2 separate regions of the Mus musculus genome follow, and region 2 is linked to region 1. A link is a contact called in public Micro-C data. All regions are on one chromosome and are shown on one strand. Each heading gives the region's core, a stretch centred on a gene start, on an enhancer-like site or on the middle of the called end of the contact. The rest is flanking DNA. Distances are from core to core; before and after follow the strand shown. Region 1 holds the start of Atp10a (ATPase, class V, type 10A). Region 2 overlaps Atp10a (ATPase, class V, type 10A).

Region 1 (5,909 bases), core at 1,402-3,901:
ACAGATTTTGCCTCATCCAGATTTTATGCCCTGTAGACTCCCTCTCACTTACCTCTCCTATACCCCTACAGGGTCCCACTTATGACTCTTGAGTGGTTCTCAAGATTTACTGTGGGTTGCATTCTCTTCCTGCTGGGATCTCAGTGCTGTAAGTATGTTTCTTGACTTGGACAGTTTTCCTTCTCATTCCTGCTGCCCACAACAATGCCAGGGTAAATACCAGTGATGAAAAGAGGCTTACTGGACAAGATGGGTTCAGTGATCTTCCCAGGACCCAGGACCCAGAACCCAGGTGCCATTAAAAAAGTACAGAGATTTGAGGGGCAAGCATTGGCCAGGCTACGTCACAGCCTTGTTTCTTGTCAAGTAAGCCTAAAGTCTATGCATTCGTCTGGTGGGCAACATCTAAGCTCAAAAGTCCCACAAAACCTGGGATTGTGTACATGTGTATGTGCATGCATGCATGCGTGTATGTGTGTGTAAGATGAGCTAAGACCAACTAGAAATACTGAATTTGGATTGGTTAAGAGTATGTGAGAGAAGATTCCAGACTGGTGGGGTAGTGTGACTCACAGAATCTTGGAATCTTAGCATGGAATGTAGACGGGGGGACACGGTCTGTTCTGAGAAGGGTAAGGAGGCCTCTCACCCTGGGGTTGGCAGGGACTAGAAGGTGCAGAGTTAAAGCATCTGGTGCCAGTTCCCCGAGGTCCTCAAGGGACCTTTGCCTGAGGAGTCAGCATTTGACTTTGAAAGCAACGGGGGATTCCTAGGAGCTTGAGGGTAAGGAAATGAAATAAAGTGCTCATGTGACTACATTGACAGTGGGGACTGAATGAAGCACAGATCTTAAAAGGGGGTCAACTGACTTGAAGGCTGTGGGGCAATCCTGGAATATCTGTAAAGACAAGCGACCGCCAAGGAATGAAGGAACTGGCCGACCTGGAACTCCACTAGGTTAGATGATGGAGTTGAAAGCAGAGTCAGGTGTTAAAGACTGGATTTTCTCCTAATCTTTGGCTTAGGATTGTCAACCCTGAGATGAGAGTTCTTTTGGGGGAAATGCAGACACTTTAGCCCAATGTTTTTCTTATCTTGGTTTCACCCTTCAAATTTGAACCTCTTACTGGGAGTGGATATTTGATAGGGAGGGAAATTTTCTCTTCTCTTCTCTTCTCTTCTCTTCTCTTCTCTTCTCTTCTCTTCTCTTCTCTTCTCTTCTCTTCTCTTCTCTCTCTTCCCTTCCCTTCCCTTCCCCTCTCCTCTCCTCTCCTCTCCTCTCCTCTCCTCTCCTCTTCCCTTTCATTCCTTCTCTCTTCCCTCCCTCCCTCCCTCCCTCCTTTCCTTCCTTCCTTCCTTCCTTCCTTCCTTCCTTCCTTCCTTCCTTCCTTCCTTCCTTCCGTAGCTGTTACTTTACTCTTCTAATGCTGGATTCTATTGACTACTATGGGCTTGGTCAAGGATGATAACCTCCAATAGCTGGGTAGCATGTGAACCAAGGAGCACAAGGTTGGACACCCAAAAAGAGGGATAGGAAAAGACAAGTGATTTTTCAGTAAAGCCAGATCAGGACCCTCAGAGGAAGTACCCAAAGCTAGCAAATGGTGCTGAGGTAGGGAGAGAAAGGAAGGACTAGCCTGTTAAAGGAAGAGGCTAAGGTCCTCAAATCTGAACACAAAGTACCCCAAAGTTATTTCTCATTTATTTGCCAGCCATGCTCTCCTAGACCACAAATATCCCCATTTCTCATCTCTGTATCTGTAAAGAGGCACACGGAGTGGAAGTTGTGGGCCCCTACTTCACCTGTAGTATGCTTCCCAGCTCCTTCCAAAGTCACCTTCAATTTCCCAATATTCAATGTATGTAAACTCCTCTCTCCCATCAACAGGAAAGGAACCCTTTGCTCACATTCCCTCAGCTGCCCATCAGGCTCCCTCTCTGCCCAGTCTTTTTCTAGATCTCTAGAACAAAACTGCCCTAGGGAATCTCAGTCCTTGTTTACCAGGCAGGGAAACAGTGACCCAAATGTTTCTTTGGATCTATATTATAATCTTCTCTTCTATGAAGAAATTTAAAAAAAAGTCCTATTTGGGGAACAAAGAATGTTGAAGGTAATTCTAGAAAAAGAAAATTTCCAGTTCACCAAAAAATTATATCTGAAAGTAAGTGCAAGCTGGAGGGTAGGGTGTTTTTTTGTTTTTTTTTTTGTTTTGTTTTTTTTTGGGGGGGGGGACAGAAATAGTGACTTTATGGAGAGTACTTAGGTGGCAATGCGCTTTTCAAAACATAATTTGGAAACTGGAAAATCGGTATACTAAGGATTCTGGGTTTAACTTCAAATGACCCAGCCTTGAGGAGGTCCTAAACCAGCTCTCCAGACAACATTTCCTGGTCCTGGATCAAGTCTGTCTGCTCTAGTTAGAGCGCGCGGGCTAGGAGGGGATGGGGCGAACTGATACTCAGTCTTCCTCTCTTAGTGGCACAGTGAGTTTGCAAACTCTCTGGGACTAAACTGGATGCCTCAGAGAAACGAAAGTAAAGCTCTCTAAAGTTTCCAGCGCGGGCTCTTTTTGTTTCCCGCTATCCGCCCAATCTGAATCTGGGCGCTGAGTGAGGGCGGGGCAGAGGAGCCACCTCGGCGGAAACCGCCCAGGCCGCCTGGGTGGCGGGAGGGGACTGCGAGGGGAAGAGCGCCGAGCCGGCCCGCGACCTCCTGCCCGCGGGGACTAGTAGACCTGGAAGTCTGGACAGGCTGCGCGGGCTGGGCGGGGCTCGGCACGCTGACTGTGGTGTCTGTGCGTCCCGCAGGAGGGGAGTCCGCGCTGCCGCGCCCGGGCGGCGGGCGATGATCACCTAGGAGGCTGGCGCGAGCGGCAGAGGAGCCGGGCGCGGCGACACGCGGCCATGGAGCGGGAGCTCCCGGCGGCCGAAGAGTCCGCATCCTCGGGATGGCGGCGGCCGCGAAGAAGGCGCTGGGAGGGCAGGACGCGCACGGTGCGCTCCAACCTGCTACCGCCTCTGGGCACCGAGGACTCCACGATCGGAGCCCCCAAGGGCGAGCGGCTGCTGATGCGCGGCTGCATCCAGCACCTGGCCGACAACCGCCTCAAGACCACCAAGTACACGCTGCTGTCCTTCTTGCCCAAGAATCTCTTCGAGCAGTTCCACCGCCTAGCCAATGTGTACTTCGTCTTCATCGCGCTGCTCAACTTTGTGCCGGCTGTGAACGCCTTCCAGCCGGGCCTGGCACTGGCGCCTGTGCTCTTCATTCTGGCGGTCACAGCCATCAAAGACCTGTGGGAGGACTACAGCCGACACCGCTCGGACCATGAAATCAACCACCTGGGCTGCCTTGTCTTCAGCAGGTGAGCCAAACTGAGCATCCGAAAAAAGGGTGTTGAGTGTGACTTGCACGAGTCCAGGATGGCCCGCGGAGTAGCCTGGGCCAGGTGAAAATCATTCATCCTCAAAGATGCAGGGGTGCACACAGGTCCCCTGTTCCAGATTAGCACTAAACTTAATTTCTAAACTAGAACGAACCAATGGTTGGCATCTGGTTGCACGTGTTTAGTTTCATCCACATCTGCCCTTACCCTATGCCTAGAATATGATCACCTGAAGTCCTGGCCTCAATCCTTGGCCAAGTCACCATGGCATTTAACACACAGGAATTTATAGCTTGGTCTTAGATAATAGATGTTTTGGGACAAAAAGTTCTGATTCATCGGGCACAGATTAGATTGAAGGTCAGGCAAAAACAACAGTCCATCCATTTAAGTTAGCTATGATCCCGCCACAGTCTGGGTACCATTTTTTAGTCTCCTTGCTCCTTCTCCCTGACCCTGCCGGTGCCCCTCTCTCTCCCTCTGTCCTCCTTTGCCTCTCCTTTTCTTAGGCTTCTTCTTTCTCCACCTTGCTGCAGTGTTTTTGAGATAGGATCTCAATGTAGCTCAGGGTGATGACCTAGTGATGAGCTTCCTTCCTTAGTTTCCCCAGTGCTGGGACATGCCACGAGCCATCTTTTCCTTCCTTCCTTCTTTCCTTCCTTCCTTCCTTCCTTCCTTCCTTCCTTCCACCCCCCCTCTTTTTCCTTTCTCTTTCTTTCCTTCTCTCTCTTTTTCTCTTTCATTAGTTCTTTTTAAAATTAATTAGTTAATTAATTTATTTTTCACTCCAGATTTTATTCCCCTCCTGGTTACCCTTCGACTTTTCCACATCCCATACCTTCTCCCACCCTTTCTCCACAAGGATGTCCCCACCCCTCACCCCACCAGACCTCTAAATTTCATGGGGCCTTCCAGTCTCTTGAGGGTTAAGTGCATCTTTTCTGATTGAACCCAGACCCAGCAGTCCTCTGCTGTATATGTGTTGGGGGCCTCATATCAGCTGGTGTAGGCTGCCTGGTTGGTGGTCCAGTGTCTGAAAGATCTCGGGGGTCCAAGTTAATTGGGAAATTGGGACTTCTAGTCCTCCTACAGGGTAGCCCTCTTCCTCAGCTTCTTCCAGGTTTTCCCTAATTCAACCACAGGGACCAGCAGCTTCTCCTTCCTTCTTCTTCTTTTTTTTTTTGTTTTTTGTTTTTTGTTTTGTTTTCTGAGACAATTTCTTTATGTAACCCTGTCTGACCCACAACTCACTCAGTAGGCCAGGCTGGCTTCTAATTCAGAGATCTACCTTCCTCTGCCTCCTGAGTGCTGGGGTTAAGGGTGTGGGCCACCACTATCCCCCTCTGGCCAAAACTTGTTTCCAGTGGAAAAGAGACCTTGAGGGGCTGCTTCCCAGGTTGGTGACCTGAGAGTTACTTCCTTCTGATGGAAGTCATCTCTCAGAACCCCAAGGCTCTGATGTGAGCCAGGGTTTCCTGGTGAACTTTCTCCCTTTATTCCCCACCTGGATATCCACATGGAGGTAGATCACCTTTGGAGCTCTCTGTTCATCAGCTGGAGCACCCCTGAAGAAAATGATGTCTTGGCCATCATTTGTAGTTCAGTTCATTGTTTGTCTCTGGCTTACCTTGTTGGACATGGCTTCCTAGTTGGATGATATTCTTCATGTTCAGTTTTTTTTTTTTTTTTCTTTTTTCGAGACTGGGTTTCTCTGTATAGTCCTGGCTGTCCTGGAACTTACTTTGTAGACCAGGCTGGCCTCGAACTCAGAAATCCGCCTGCCTCTGCCTCCCGAGTGCTGGGATTAAAGGTGTGCGCCACCACTGCCCCAGCTCATGTTCAGTTTTCACCATGCCTGAAAACACCCTAAGAAGCCCTGCTTTTCAGTGGCAAGTTGAGCCTTGAACATATGAGTGATGATGTTGAACTTATCCCTTGGGATAACTTAGAGGACTGGACATCCTTTTCTCTATACGAGAGTTTTCTGTTTTGTTTTTGATATGGGTCCATGTTGTGTTGCCTAGGTCAACTTGAATGTTTTGACTGCCTGAGCAGTGTTAAGGTTCTGAGAGGTTAAGTAACTTGTAGCTACTGCAGAGTGGTCTGAGCCTCAAACAGGTTTCTCACATTCCTATGCTTGCGGTTTTTAGACTTTTTGTAAGAACCACTGGCACTTTTTTTTTTTTTCTAAAGTATCACATCTTCAATGTGTTAGGCTTAGCAGATTTGGGAATAGGCCCAGGAATGAGTATGAAATAGCAAAGATGTGATGCTTATGTGATGGCCCACATTTGCGTAAGGCCCGGTGCTTGCTCTGGAGAGGCGCTCATTGGCTAGTCACCAGACATGATGACGTGGATGGGAAGGGCTATGGAATTTCCTGAATCCTGTGCACCAGAAGCCTCAGCAAGCCAGTGTGGAATCTTCATACAAAGCCCTCAGTGTCTCCAACTCTAGGCAACCGTGTGTCTGTCCTCTGCACACGTCAAGGTGGGGCTCTAACAAGTCTCTGCATCTGGGAAT
Region 2 (5,909 bases), core at 1,500-3,999, 130 kb after region 1:
ACGCATAACCCTTGACTTCTTAGAAACTGTAACATGTGAAAGTTGAATCCCCAAGAAGGGGCCACATGGGCCGTATTTAGGTCCTAATGCGTGCTTACCCAGGCCGTTGTGACTCTGTTTTTTAGGCACCTGGATGATGAAGTCATTCTCCCAGCACACAGGCCGTGTTTTATATCAGGATCAGTGGCGCCATTCAGCACCATCAATAGGAAACCCTTGAGTGCAGTTGTGGGGGTTCTTGCTATGTTGTCTAGGATGGGGGAGAATGTTTGATCCTTCTACCTTAGCCTCCCAAGTGACACGATCACAAGTGTAGTATCATACACAGTTTAAGAAACTCTGGATGGGAGCAAAACTCAGTGTGCACTCTTCCCAGCTGCCTGCCGAAGGGTGCTTTCTTTTATGACAAAGAAAGCTGATAGAACGAATATGTCAATAACAATGTCAGTAGCAATTTTTAAAAAAATGTCTTAATTTTCCCAAGCAGCGTTCTTTCTTTCCTGTCAGATGAATGATGCCTCTCTTTAAACATGCACAGGGCATGGATTGTGGGTTCGGCGCTATCAAGAGAAAAAAGCACTATTTGATGTTCCCGAGTCTGATGGCAGCTCTTTATCCCCAGCCACAGCTGCAGTTTACTCATTTTTTACAATGATAATAGTTCTGCAGGTAACAGTAATAAATATTATATGGTAATTACTTTACTTTCCTCTCGAGAACATAAAAATCTTGCAAAGAATTTTCTATCAATTCTGCATCTTGAAGAATCACAAATCCACGTTGCTTTTTGTTCTATTTGAAGGCTCTTTGGTGACTTTCCAGTTCATGCTCTTCTTTTGCTTTTCTTTAACTGATCAACGCTTTGGGGATTGAGTTTTCCCATTGTTTCTCTGTTTTTCTATTACTATTTATGAATTATTACTAATTTATTATTATTAGCCTCACGCATGCGAGGCAAGTGCTCTAACCACTGAGGTACATCCTGAGTCCTCTTTTAAAAAATAAATTTAATCTGGGAATAATATTTAGATCTACAGAAATTTTCGTACACTAATGGAGGACATCCACATTCGCCTCTCACCCAGTTCCCTGACATGAGTGTGTTCCTACTGATGTAGTTCTCCACGAAATCGAGGCAGCCAACCTGAATACTTTGCTACAAGCAAAACCCCAAGCTATTTCATTCACAGCATCTCTGCAGATGAGCCCCTCTCCCAGAATTCATTCTGGTGCTGCTGCATATATTAGCATTAGTATTCAGTAGCAGTCATAGGCATTCACATGCCTGCCTATCTGTAACTGAATGGCAGCACCAGAAAGGTCTGTTAAGGAGTAAAAACATCCCCAGAGCTCTAAGGGGCAGTGATGGTCACACCTAGCCTGTGTGAGGACAGAGCAACCAGAGGCTGTGTCCAGCCTCGCCTTATCACAAGTGGTTCCTTCCTACAGTTGGAAAACAGTATCATTTGACATTGCAAATTAGGTTTTGTTTTTTGTTTTATGTTGTTTTTTTTTTTTTTGTAAATGTAAATTTTGTTCTAGCCTTGAGTTAGGATAATAGTTGGTGTCTTATTAACATAATTAATTTACCAAGAGAACCCAGTTAGTCAGAAGATGATATTCTGGGCTCATAAATATTAGGTCAGTGTTGTGGCTCTATAAATAAACATTCATTTCCAGAAATTTGGTCTTGAATGATCAAACCACACTGCATTTTTTTTTTTCTCAAGCCATCTTGCATTTGCTCTCTATTGCACAAGATCAGGAAATTGTACTGCAACATAAAACCAGCCTCTGAAACAACTCTTTTCATCCCATGGCTGCCCCCCCCCCCCCCCCCCCGGACTGTGGAGCGCATCCTTGGGTAATAGACAGCTCCTGTCACTGGGGCTCTGGGGAAACATGAGGGAGAGTGCTGCTATAGTTAGAGGTGACTTTGCTCATGAGGACTCTGACTGTGCCTGTTTTCTTCTCTTCTCTCTTTCCTTTCCTAGCCCCTCTCAAGCACAACTTAGTCTCCAGGCCATCGTTATCCTTCCAGACATAGGAGTGGATTTCCGCTCTGCAATTGCACCAGCCTAGGCTATTCTAGTTTAAACTCTTTGTCAGTACTTTTAATCCTTTTCCAATAGTGACTTTAAGCCAACCCATTTAAGCTCTTAAAGGTACAGTACAGTTCCTGCTTCCTTGGTCATTTGTCATTTGATTTGATTGTATTAACTGAGAACTGCTCCCTGGTGCTCATAGTCATTCATCCCGTGTGCCTTTGTATTCTAGGTTTTGATTCCAATTTCCTTATATGTTTCCATTGAAATTGTTAAAGTGTGCCAAGTATACTTCATTAACCAAGATATAGAGCTCTATGATGAAGAGACAGATTCACAGCTGCAGTGCCGAGCTCTGAACATAACAGAAGACTTAGGGCAGATAAAATACATCTTCTCGGACAAAACCGGCACATTAACTGAGAACAAGATGGTCTTTCGAAGATGCACTGTGTCCGGCATAGAATATTCTCACGATGCCAATGGTGAGTGTGAGGACAGAGGCCTCCAGTCTGGGCTGGATTAGAGAACTGCTCTCTCCAAATTGTGCATGGGCAGGAGACAGTCCACAAGGTTCAGGGTTTGCTGGCTGAAGGGAAGATAAATCTTTCTTGATCACTTGGGAGCCCAGAACTATTTATAGAATGAGCTGACATTGTCGTGCTCGCTGCTGTGTCTGGAATGATATGCATCTGTTTTGGCTCATTTTCTGCCAGGCAAGCACAGCAGCCAGACAGCACACCCTTGAAGTGCTAGTTTCTGCGGTGGCTTCACTTTGCACCACAGAGGGGCAGAGAGATTTTCTGTTGTCACTCATTTATCTTTCAGCTATCAGCTGAAAATTCTCAGACGGGCACTGTGTACTTTACAATGCATTCTTAGCCTTGGAACACAATGTCTATTCAAGGCTGAGAGAAATGAGTCTCTAGCCCTGCCTCCCATCTTTCCTTTCCTTATCCTTTGCTGCCTCCCTCCTTGCTGAAGAAAGGCTCTGGCAAAATCACCAAGCTTCTTAAGCCCCTTGCCAAGAGAAAATACAGTGATGAAGATGCCTGCACTTCAGTCATAGCTCTAGAGTAATAGCAATTTTGAGTGAGTCACCCCCCCCCCACTGCCGCGCACACACACATACCCCTGCCCCACAGTTCCCTTCTTTCCAATAAGAAAAGCAAAAAAGCACAGACTGCCAAGAGAATAGAGTGGGGAATGGGATCCAGTGAGTGGCTGGATCAGTAGCTACTAAGCTATCTCCCCAGCACCTAAGAATTATCTTGATGGGCACTATCTTCCTTTGTATACAATATAACAGAAAGCAGACGAGTCTACCTACTGTTTAACACTTTCATGTGCACCCCAAGTAAACTGCTAGTGGTGTTTTCCATGCCTTTGCCTATCTACCCTGTCTACCTTCCTAACCTCATTCCGCGGTCCCTACCACACTCTAACCCTCTTGCTTCCCCTTTCCCTGCCCACTTACTCAGCTTTGTGCACTGAAGTGTACTCCCAGGCATTGTGTTTTTAGAAGCCTTGTAGAGCTGGGACTCAGTTTCAGACAGGCAAGAACAGGTTTGAGATCTCTAGCACACCAGTGCCTTCAATCAATGCTGATATATCCACTGAGGGTGAGGTAATGGATATATTAAATAGTTTCGTGTGTATGTATAGCACATTTTATTCTATGTCAAAACAAAACATCTGCACCCTCTAAATGTGTTCAGTTATGATTTGTCAATAAAAGATAATATTAATAGCACAATTAAAAAATAAAGTTGTCATCTGAGACTTTATGGGACAGAATCATAGATTTGACAGAAGTCAAATGCAAAGCTAAGGTTAACAGGTTCTGTCACTTCCAGAGGAAACAGTTAAGTATTTGAGGCATAAAAGCCTTTATGCATCTTTGTGCTGTGCAGAAGTGCCAGGACTGAAATAGATCATCTCCAATCAGTTCAGCCCATGGTTTGCCAGAGCTCACATACCAAAGCTAGCCACAGAGACTATGGGCATATTCTTCTCTCACCTCTTGACCTAATAACCTACAGGTAGCTGGCTGCATGCCTATGTGTAGGCTTCTCCAACGCCTCTACAGTTACAAACAGTACAACAGAAGTAGCTCCTTTCAGGCTCCACAGCTTCAGAGAGGAGGAGGAGGAGGCCTGAAGGTATAAGTTGCTCCTCTCCAGGCTGGAGTTAATTCAATTCACAATGCCAGAAAGTGGGCACAACAGCTATGTGCCCGGGCTTTTCTCCTCCTTGCAATCCAGCAGGCACACTAGGCCATATGTCACCAGAGAACAGAGGGTATGTTTGGCATCCTGGTATGGAGAAGTACTTAGCCTGATGACATTGGGCATGGGCACCCACTTCTCTGGAGATCAGAATCTCCTGATATTAGGCCGCCCTAATATTTCTACCAAGTGCTGTGCCTGCACTTGACCTTCTGATTAAATACTTAGTTTGAAAGAGTAATTCTGAATACATTGCTTATTGCTCACCCATGTCTCGAAGAGCCATCCTAACCTGGAAATCCTGGAAAGATTTGATCAGAGCCACTGGCAAAAAAAAAAAAAAAACCAGTGGCATGAGCTCTTCTTCATGCCATTTTTCAGACACTCATGTGAATATGGGGACCTCACTGGCCAGTGAATCCCCAAGGCTCAATCTCAGGAATGTAGTCCAGATCCTCTTGGATAGAGCCTCACTGGCTGGGCTCAGGCCTGGCTACATGCGATTAGACTGTGCAACCTCAAGAGAGTGAACCTTGTTGTTCTATAGCACTTCACGGTCTACTGGTGCATGTAGACAGCTCCCTCTCTATTAGTTCCACTCAGTTCATGGAGAATGCAAGTTAGTAAGAATGCTAGAGAACATTTTAAATCCCCTTGAAATACTAACTATAACCTTACCATTGGAGAGTGGGGATTGGGTGCCCTCTGAGACACAGGCTCATGGAACCTACAACATCCTGAATTAATTCCGTCTGCCCCCATTGATGTCTAACATTTTGTCCCTATCTCCACAGCTCAGCGACTGGCCAGGTATCAAGAGGCAGACTCAGAAGAGGAGGAAGTGGTGTCCAAGGTGGGCACAATATCCCACCGTGGCAGCACTGGGAGCCATCAGAGCATCTGGATGACTCATAAGACCCAAAGTATCAAGTCCCACCGGCGCACAGGCAGTCGAGCTGAGGCAAAGAGAGCCAGCATGCTGTCTAAGCACACTGCCTTCAGCAGCCCCATGGTGAGTGCAGGCAGTGGGTAACCCTTCTGAAGGGATGGGAGCCTATCACTCTGCTTTCTTTCCACTGTCCACTGTCTCTGATAATCAAAATTACCTCTTTTCCATCACACAAATAAGCTCAGGCTTGGCTGTGCTCCAGGCACAGAAGATTTCTAGAAACACCCCTCTACATCATTTTATCTTTCCTGAAACATTTATCCAGCCTCTTTGCCATAGTATCTGATGCTGCGTGGTTGCTAAGTGAGCCATCTGAAGAGGGTGACAAAGAGGAGGAAGCCTAGCCAAATGAAATGAACAAAACATCAGAACAAAGTGACATGTGTGAAAAGGAAGAGCCAATTACCTGCCCCATTAATTAGATGAGCACACAGCATAGAAAACTGCTTCTCTCTTGTCTTCTCCATGGCCAGTGTGTTCATGGATTCCTATCATTAGGCAGGGGAATTTCTCAAAGTGAGTAACAAGTTCTGAAAGGGTTCTTTCACTGTGTTTTAAGAACAGAGGAGAAGTGAATTGTGCTAACTTTGAATGGCCTCATTCTTTTGAGACTTTCTAGACCCATGTAGAAGCTACCATTTAAGTACAGGCATCTAGAATTGTAGATGCTAATCTTTGGGTTTACAT

The links. Hi-C and Micro-C count contacts between places; a contact is called where the count stands out from the background.
Region 2: a Micro-C map of granulosa cells shows a contact between it and region 1, with 4 times the contacts expected there. The contact joins the enhancer-like site here to the promoter of Atp10a in region 1. A contact is called at or near these places in 5 of 39 promoter capture datasets (the 3T3-L1 cell line, embryonic stem cells and pre-B cells), 1 of 484 Hi-C or Micro-C datasets (granulosa cells), 4 of 115 datasets of contacts at active chromatin or transcription factors (effector CD8 T cells, fibro-adipogenic progenitors, neural progenitor cells and 1 more) and 3 of 9 other capture datasets (adipose tissue, liver and pancreatic islet).

What each region holds. Positions count from the first base shown.
Region 1 is chr7:58,655,551-58,661,459 of GRCm38.p6, forward strand. Atp10a (ATPase, class V, type 10A) reads left to right here and starts at 2,652. Exons shown (of 21, transcript NM_009728.2): 1 at 2,652-3,365. The coding sequence starts at 2,905.
Region 2 is chr7:58,785,917-58,791,825 of GRCm38.p6, forward strand. It overlaps Atp10a (ATPase, class V, type 10A), which reads left to right. Exons shown (of 21, transcript NM_009728.2): 6 at 539-669; 7 at 2,278-2,530; 8 at 5,068-5,285. Among named protein-coding and RNA genes, the nearest start is that of Gm39019, 58 kb to the left of the region's middle. Within about 2 kb of position 2,750, at least 52 of the 459 cell types and tissues checked have an H3K27ac peak or open chromatin away from gene starts, as enhancers often do. A contact at or near this core is called in adipose tissue, granulosa cells and neural progenitor cells, where this site is marked.